2 separate regions of the Sus scrofa genome follow, and region 2 is linked to region 1. A link is a contact called in public HiChIP or PLAC-seq data. All regions are on one chromosome and are shown on one strand. Each heading gives the region's core, a stretch centred on a gene start, on an enhancer-like site or on the middle of the called end of the contact. The rest is flanking DNA. Distances are from core to core; before and after follow the strand shown.

Region 1 (4,556 bases), core at 1,755-4,254:
ATTTCCTCTCTGTCAATACCTTCATCTCACCCTTTTTTGGGAGCATGCCTCGGCAGCTGGGGGTGGCATCGGTGTTTTGGGTCCATCCCCTGGAGTGTGATGCAGGATGCTTTTCCAGTGAGAGAGCAGGTAGGACTGCACCCAAACTAAACTGTGGGGAAGATGCTGCAGCCCATCCAGTCCTTGCTGGAGACCTTTGAAGCAGAATTTATCCATTCTGCAGAAGCCTCCAGGTGTGTCACAAAAAGCAGTACTGCTTGCTTTGTTTTTCCTCAGCAGATCTCAGCCAAAAAAACCTTCTCTGGGTCATATTCTCTCGCACTGGAGTGAGTTCAGGAATTGTTTACCCATCTCTGATAGGTGGGAGTGAAGAGCCTCTCAAGGTTATCATTGGAAAGCCCACCGGTGGCCAAGCATCATTATTGGAGTGTCTTTTCCACACCACCCACTTTGTGAACTTCCCAAGGAGAAAATGAAGAGGCTGTTCTCTGCAGGAGGCTTTTGTTTTCTTTCCATTTCTAATCGCCAAGGACAAAAGTGGTTGCTCAAAAAAAAAAAAAAATTGGAAGCCCATGAGCACAAAAATTCAGAACATGGATAACTCCTGATTAACATGCGAAAATGAGTGCCAGATTTTCCACTTTGGGGTTATCTAAAATATGCACTGAGTGATATGCTTTCAAAGCAGATTACCTTAATTTGGATGTTTTTATTATCACCATTACTGTTTCTTAAAAAACCTGCAAGAAATCCTCTATTCCCCCCCAAACAACAGTACTAAACAGAGGAATTTTTCATGTTATCTGGCCTTGGAAAAAGTAAACAAATGATCAGTTTCTAGCACCAACATGGTGCATTTCGAGTCCACCGTGACTAGGGTGCCCCTGGGTGCCCGAGGTTTAGGATCAGCGGCTGAACAGGATTTCTGTCCTTAGCGACATTGCTACCACCATCACTGCCAGCGTGTGGCCTGCGCTGGACACCTGCTGGCCTCTCAGCCACTGGAAGCTAAGGTGCACTCTCCTGACGAGGACATCAGGCAGCTGCGACCTTCAGAAGATCAAGGGAGCAGGTGTGGGGTGGGGCCTGGAGGGACCAAGACCAGGAATTAGTGTCGGGTCTAGACCACAGGCCACATTTGACCTGGAAGCTAAGAATAGATTTTACATTTTTAAATGGTTACATATAAAATGATACTTATATGCTATCCTTGATTTTGCCCCTTGATTCTCAAAGCCTGGAACATTGCTTACTGGCCTTTTCATGAAAAAGTTTGCTAGCTCCTTGTCCAGGCCACTGGTTCTTAAGTGTGGTCCCTGGACCACTATCAGCATCATCTGGGAACTGGCTGGAAGTTCAGATCCTCAGGCCTCACCCCAGATTTACTGAATTAGAAACTCTGAGGGTAGGACCTAGCATCTGTGTTTTAACTGGTCCTTGGATGACTGTGATGCAGGCTAAAGCTTTGGGAACCACTGGGAGAGACTGTTAGTGCCTTCATTCATGAGTTCATCGATTTATTCCTTAAAAAAGAGGACCTGGGGCAAATTACTCCAGCTCGGTGTGCCTGGGTTTCCTTCATCAGGACGGGTTGTTGTAAGGATTAAAAGAGCTAAGCATGCACAATATATTAAAGTAAATGCTCGATGTATGTTCTTTCAAATGTATTATTATTATTTTTTTTGTCTTTTTTTTGGGGGGCCATGCCCGTGGTATATGGAGGTTCCCAGGCTAGGGGTCTAATTGGAGCTGTAGCCACTGGCCTACAGCACAGCCACAACAACTCGGGATCCGATCCATGGCTGCGACCTACACCACAGCTCACGGCAACGCCAGATCCTTAACCCACTGAGCGAGGCCAGGGATCAAACCCGCAACCTCATGGTTCCTAGTAAGATTCGTTAACCACTGAGCCACAATGGGAACACCTCAAATTTATTATTATTAAAGAAAACATTTTATTAGGTCTTAGGACAGTTAAAAAACAAGAGAACCTACCAGAGACCTGAGATTATAGAACTCATCAAGGTCCCTAGTAGCAAGGCATGCCCTGGAGGAAAGCAGGTGCCAGTCTAGAAACTGGATGCTGAAGACTCCAGACCACGTCAGGCTGCCTGTAGGTCCTCCTCCAGCCAGGCTCTGGGCATGTCTCCAGCCCTGAGCAGATACTCCAGCTGCTCTTTTGTCCAAGGATGTGCCCTCTCAGCCTTCTTCCATTTTTGGCACAAGCGCCCTTCCCATCGGGCCTCTGGGGGTTCCCATTCTCTGGAGCAGGGTCCCACTTCCTCACCCACCCCGTACATAAGCATGGATGCTTTCATCATGAATCACTATCAGGAAATTGGGCTCATAAAAATCACTCTCAGGGCATTAGTTTGTTGAAAGAAATTTTAAAAGCTGTACATGTTTTAGCAAAGTGAACTGAATGTGTGATATGTGTTAGCAGCTGGTGTTGTTATCATTTTTATAATTTGTGATTACTCAAAACCATATGGCGACAAAGTCTCGAGCTGGTTCAAGTCAAGAGAAACAGCAAGTTTTCTTGGTCAGCTGAGGTTTCCGGCTGATGTCGCTGCTTCTTCAAGGGCTTTGGATCTCTGTCCTCTGCTGTAATTCCTGAGCACTGATTTTGCAGGGCTGTGGCCTCCCCTCTGACCCAGAAGTACTTCCAGCAGCTCAGGCAGAGTCTGAGGGGGATCTCTCTTTGTCAGAGGAAGCAACTTTCACTCCAGAGCACCAAGAGTGACAGAGTGATGGCCACTTCACTTGAAAGAGAGAGGGGCATTGGTCTCCAGTTGCCAGGAGAGGAAAACGGGCTTCTTCACTGGCCCTGATGGTTTGAGCACTGCTTAGCTGTCCTCAGAGGCAGCCTGATGCTAAGAGTTGAGTGTGAGTGTGTGTATGTGTGTGTGTGTGTGTGTGTGTGTGTGCTGATGGTGACTAGAGAGTCCAAGCTCTGACATCACATGGCCGTGAATGTGAAATCTTGGCACTGAGCCGCTTTGTGATCTCAGACAAGTTTCTGAAGCTCTCTGAGCCTGGTTGTCTTCCTCTATAAAATGCACACAGCTAAGTGTCTGTGTGAGTTGGAGAGGATGAAGAGCGCAGTAAATATTAGCCTCTCTTACAGGGGCTGGTAGGAGCTGTGTCTCGCTGAGGAGTCTCCTTGGCTACACATGGAAGGATGGTTTATGCAATGGCATCAGTGGCGATTCTCAGGAAACTCCAGCTCACATAGGTCCTTGAGGCCAACCACAAAGCCAGCTGGAACTGCACAAAGCACGGCCATGCTGACACACATGTGCAGTGGAAGGACCCAGGGGTGCCACAGCCAGTTTCACTGGCTGAGACCAATCCATCCAAAGCTGATGGTCAGCTTCCCTCAGAACAGCTAATGATCAGTGTTTCAGTACCTCCTAGGGGCCAAGAGCAGTACTGACCGCTTGAGAGGGTCTCTTACTAAGTAAGACTCACAGCTACCTTATGCGTAGGCACCATTATCAGCCCCATTTTACAGACAAGGAAGCTGAGGCTCAGAGAGGTTAAGTGTTTGCCCAAACTCAACATTGTTAAAAGTGACCAAGGTCCGTTTGACTATAGAACTTGTTCGGGCCTGTCGACTCTTTCCTGTGATTACTTTGCTTGGAAAAAAATGTTCATGTGGCATTTTTAATCAGATGGAATTAAATTTTTTTTCTAATTTAAAAGAAATCATAAATATAAATTATTTTTCCCTGGGAAAATATAGACTAATAAAAATGAGGAAAATAAAAATTAGTCGTAATCATACAACCAAAAAATAACAACTACTTATAGATATTTTATTTATTTTCTATAATATGACATGGCAATATATTTTAATTTAATATTGGATAAAAATATAATGAAACACACAGTTGGAACATACAAAACCTTTCAAAACAATTGTAAGAATTGCTTAAAACTCCTATTAGATCAGATTTTCTTTACTGTCCTCTTAGTTTGGACAGATAGATCTTTTTCCAAAATATTGTTATAATAAAACTGTATGATTATTATTCTTGTACTGTACATTTTGTAATCATTTAAGAATATTACCTTAGGTTAGATTCCTATAAATGTATCACTAGAAATTATTTACAGTAGTCTCAAAAAACCAATTTAGGGAGTTCCTTTCGTGGCTTAGTGCTTAACAATCCCAACTAGGGTCCATGAGGATGAGGGTTTGATCCCTGGCCTTACTTGGTGGATTACGGATCTCACGTTGCTGTGAGCTGTGGTGTAGGTCACAGATGTGGCTTGGATCCCGTGGTTGTGGCCGCGGCTATAGCTGTGGTGTAGTCTGGCAGCTATAGCTCCCATTCAACCCCTAGCCTAGGAACTCCCATATGCTGTGGGTGTGGCCCTAAAAAAAAAGAAAGAAAAAAATGGCAATTTATATTCCTAAAATAACATATAAAAGTACCTACTTAAATTCTTATCAGCATTGAGTAAAGTATAGTTTTTAATCTTTTCTAATTTTATGTCCAAGATACGCTATCTCATGGGTACTCTATCATTTCTTTGAATATGAGTAT
Region 2 (4,379 bases), core at 822-3,321, 160 kb before region 1:
AAAGAGATAGATCATAGGGATATGATTGGGCAGAAAGGGAGGTAAAGCCAAAGAGGTGCTTATAGATTACGGGACAATGAAGGATGAAGAGATCAAAAGATGGGGAGTCCTTACTAGGCTGATAAGGTAGGCGGAACATGAAGTTTTGGGGAGATTTTATAATTTTAATATTTCAGTCTTAGGTGCCTTCTGGATGACAGACATTCCTGGTTGTGGTCCTGAGAGTAGGTGGAAGAGCGAGGGTAAGGGGAATGCCCATTTATTGAAGAGAATGAGAAGCCGTGAGGCCAGAGAATTCTGTGGATCCCCCCCTGATATTGTTGGGACTTGGTAGTTCCCAGAGTTCTTTCGGTTCCTGCCTGAGAGACATAGCTTTTCTCCAGGGACTGGAAGCCAGATGTAATCTCGCTCTTCAGGTGAAACCCTGCTTGCTGTTAAAAGGAGAAGAAGAAGCAGAAAGAGGAAGAAGAGAAAGAGGAGAAGGCAAACAGGAGAGGAAGGGGAAGATGAACAAAGGGAAAGAGACACAGTTAGCTCAAAGTGGTTTTTGTTTTTGTTTTTTTTTTTTTTTTGTCTTTTGTCTTTTTGGGCCACACCTGAGGCACGTGGAGGTTCCCAGGCTAGGGGTCGGATCAGAGCCACAGCCGCCGTCCTACACCACAGTTCACGGCAATGCCTGATCCTTTACGCTCTGATCGAGGCCATGGATTCCACCTGCAACCTCATGGTTCCTAGTCAGATTAATTCTCACTGCACCATGATGGGATCTCCTCAAAGTGTTTCTTTAATGCCCTTGCAATTGTCTTTCCGTTGGGCCTTCATGCCATTTCACTAGATATGCCTGTCTTACCTGACTCTCCTTTGGACTTAAGTTGTGCTCTTCTTACCTGATGTTTATGCAACAGGAAAAGATGCTCATAGCCCTTCTTTGACTGGCCTATGATAGCATAACAGAACATGTTACATGGCAATATTATATGGCAAGGGGGATAAAGGCTGTAGATGGAATTAACGTTGCTAATCAGCTGATCAGAAGAGAAAGAGATTAACCTGGATGATCTAGATGGGTCCAATGTCATCACAAGGGTCCTTATAAATAGGGAAGTGAGAAAAAAGAGAGAGTGTCAGGCTGATGCAACTTAAAGAGACTCAGCTGGCTGTTACTGGCTTTGAAAATGGGGGAAGAGGGCCATGAGCCAAGGGAAGTGGGCAGCCTCTAGAAGCTGGAAAAGGCAAGCAAATAGGCTCTAGAAAGGAATGCAGCTGTGCTAACACCTAGGTTTTAGCCCAATGAGACCCATCGCAGACTTCTGACCTCCAGAACTGTAATATACTAAACCTGTGTTGTTTTAAGCCATCAGATTTGTGGGAATTTGTGATGGCAATAACAGGAATCTTATACCTACCCCTTGAAATGTCATGGTGTGTATATATCCAGTCTGAAGTTCTTCAAACTGCCTGCCCCAGGCCTGTGAGCACCATCTTGCACTTGGGTCACTGCTTGGACTTGGCTTCCCTGGCCCTGAGCAAGGTTGGATGAACTGGCATCTTCAGTCTCTTGCTGAACACATCCGGGCGGCTGGAAGCCATGGAGAACCAGTGTGGGGCCAGATTCCTCCTGAGTGGAATAAGTTAGCTGGTTTCAGCCCAGAGGTGCAAAATCTTGGCGGGATCATCCCAGGAATCTCTCTGGATGCCTGGCAAGCCCCCTGGTTTGGGGCATTCTCTCAGCGATGTAAAGCTTGAGCCTCTGAATGGTTTCCGCTTCCATGGGCAGCTTGTGCCAGGAAAGTGGAGAGCTACCATCTCCGGCTGACTTACTTCCTTTTCTCTCCTGGTTACCCTTCGGGCTTAGTGAAGTGCCAGGGAGACCACAGACTTAAAGCGGCTCCTGGTCACTGGGTCCCCTCACCTCGTGGTGCAGATGAAGGGACTTGTGCAGGGTCGACCTAGTAGATTAGCCCAGACCATCTGTCTCTACTTGGGAAAGAGAAACACTGCCTGTTAACTTTTTTCAAACGGAAGCCGGCCCTGGAAACGAATCGCAGAGAAGTCGAACCAGCTGAGTCTTGGTGGAGCAATGGTGGGAAAAGTTGGGGAACTGGGAGGAGAAAGGCCAGGAAGGGGGCAGCATTGAGCTGAGGAGGTCAGGGAGTGGGGTCCCCCGCGGTCCCATCTCTGCGCTCAGCATTTTCCGCCGGTATCAGGAGTTGGCCTGGGGGCCTCTCACTCGGAGGCCCGCCCAGGGCGACTCTCCCCGGGGCTCCCCTATTTGGCCGGCCGGCTTGGCTCTGGGCGGGGCCGGCGGAGCGGAGGAGGGGGTGGGAGTCCCGGAGGAAGATGCGCGGGGCCGGCTGCGAGGCCAGGCGCCCAAGGCAGAGGGGTGGGATCCAGAGTGGGCTGCGCCCTCCCGCACCCGGCGGAAAGCAGACGTTGTCAGCTGAATCACTCCCCTTTCAGGAGGAGGGAGGGAACAGAAAGGTAACGAGCCCCTTTCTGCTTAAAAAAAAGCCAAGGGAGGGCGTGGGCAGCCTTGCAGTCTCTCCCTTCGCACTCCTGGACCATGCACCCCGGCATCTTCCTGCCCGGCCACAGGCGAGGACTTGATTTCTTGAGCTGAGAGCTAAAACTTGTTGACGTTTCTTCTCCCCAACAACTGAATCATGCCATGTGTCCAGAGGAGCTGGCTTGCAAAGCTCTTCGTTATGGCTCAGCTCCTGAACTTGGGGGTCCTTTGCTCTGAGCGACCACCGCAGCCGGGCCCGCTGCGCTTCCCGGACAGGAAGCAAGGTTAGTGGCTTTTCCAGATTTGCTCTAAAAACCGCAGTGGTAAGACGCCTGAAAAGTTGGTTGCTCCCCTTTCCCTTCCCCCACTTGGCTGCACTCCGAAAGGCCGTTTGGCTGAGTTGCGAGGAAATTTGGGCTGGGAGTTGGGTAAAGCGGGGGCTTCTCGGAATTCAGTGCTTAAAGGGTTGATTCCTTACCTCTTCCTGAAAGGCAAGGATCCTGATCTTTTTACACTAAGGATGCTGCAGAGAAGGCTCTAGAGGTAGCTAGTAGCCACCCCCCCAGCCCGCCTCCCCGCTTTGTCTCCTCTGAATGCTGCACTGTTTCCGCCCCTATTTTTCAGATTGTGAACGCATGAAATTTTTTTTTCTTTTTTTTTTTTTTGTTTTTTAATTTGCAACCGGCCACTGGCAGTTATTGCCATGTTTCTAGTTAGTTTGAAACTGCTGGCAGAGGGGAGGGGAAATGTGATTCCGCCCCCCTGCTGAGTGAGCTTGGCTGTGTTTTGGTTTCCTGGAAAGATTTAGGGCTGTGTTGTAAAAATAACAGTTCTTTTGGAGAAAATTCCCTTCCGAAGGGGCTCACCTTTCTCTGTTCTGCTGCTTCTCTTTCTGAATTTCATAAAACTTGTAATGCTGTAGAAAGCAGGGGAGGAGTTGGGATGGACCATTTGTTTTATTATTATTACTGTTATTATTAGGTATCTTTTAAAACCCAACACCCTGAGCAGAATGATACTGTTGCCTTTGCTTTTTTATTGGACTTGCAAGGGTCAGACACTTTCCTGTTTGTTGGGGAATTCATTGGGCTTCTGGGAAAATACCGTCATGGCAGCAGACATGGCCCGCGTGGCTAAGGCACTCATGTGCTATCGTCTTGACCACTGTCAACAGCCTCCTGGGGTTCAGGGACCATTGTTGCTATCTCTGCTTTACACCTGAAGAACCCAAAGCTTGGGGAGTTTGTGGGCTTAGTTATGGTGGAGTGAGGTTTTAAACCCAGGTAGCCTGAGTCCAGAGGCTGCCTTCTTACCATCCAGCAGCATTGTCCTAGAGCGACAATCGGGACAACACACACACACACACACACACACACACACACACACACACACACAGCACGAGGTTAGCATCCATTAAATCCTGTGCCTGCTGACCACGCTCAAGTTTTGGGAAGCTTCCACAGCTTCCTGACCCCAAGACCACTTGGGTGGCAGGCATCTCCCGCCTGACGTTGTGGAGGATTTCTGCCTACTTTACAAAGTTCAGATACTGCTGGAGAGCTCAAATGCTGCTGACTTCCAGAGCCACTCAAAGCAGGTCCCTTTGCTTTCCTTGGAAGCCAGAGCCCACAAACACTAGGGTGAGATGTCAATCAGCCAGCACTCACTTGTGTAAACGGTCCAGATATGATCTCCCACCCCCAAGTTCGAAATAGCAGCGTTTGTTGTTCTTTGAAAAACAGCCCTTTTGTGAAAAGTCTCTCTTCTGCCGGCAGGCAGCACAAACAAAGCCTGCGAGCACTTCCCAGGGCATTTGGAGATGATTTGGTTCAAAGACACACATTCTCCTGGATTGGTTTTCAGCGCTGCTTGC

Evidence for each region. HiChIP or PLAC-seq counts read pairs in DNA pulled down with a chosen protein or histone mark.
Region 2: an H3K27ac HiChIP or PLAC-seq map of skeletal muscle shows a contact between it and region 1. The contact joins the promoter of ADAMTS12 here to the enhancer-like site in region 1. A contact is called at or near these places in 3 of 5 promoter capture datasets (fetal liver, fetal skeletal muscle and liver), 5 of 47 Hi-C or Micro-C datasets (embryonic fibroblasts, heart right ventricle, mesenteric adipose tissue and 2 more) and 1 of 2 datasets of contacts at active chromatin or transcription factors (skeletal muscle).

The regions. Positions count from the first base shown.
Region 1 is chr16:19,758,224-19,762,779 of Sscrofa11.1, reverse strand. The region is part of intron 3 of ADAMTS12 (A disintegrin and metalloproteinase with thrombospondin motifs 12); the gene reads left to right. Among named protein-coding and RNA genes, the nearest start is that of ADAMTS12, 160 kb to the left of the region's middle. Within about 2 kb of position 3,004, at least 13 of the 83 cell types and tissues checked have an H3K27ac peak or open chromatin away from gene starts, as enhancers often do. A contact at or near this core is called in mesenteric adipose tissue, skeletal muscle and subcutaneous adipose tissue, where this site is marked.
Region 2 is chr16:19,918,472-19,922,850 of Sscrofa11.1, reverse strand. It overlaps ADAMTS12 (A disintegrin and metalloproteinase with thrombospondin motifs 12), which reads left to right and starts at 2,071. Exons shown (of 25, transcript XM_021076980.1): 1 at 2,071-2,790. The coding sequence starts at 2,664.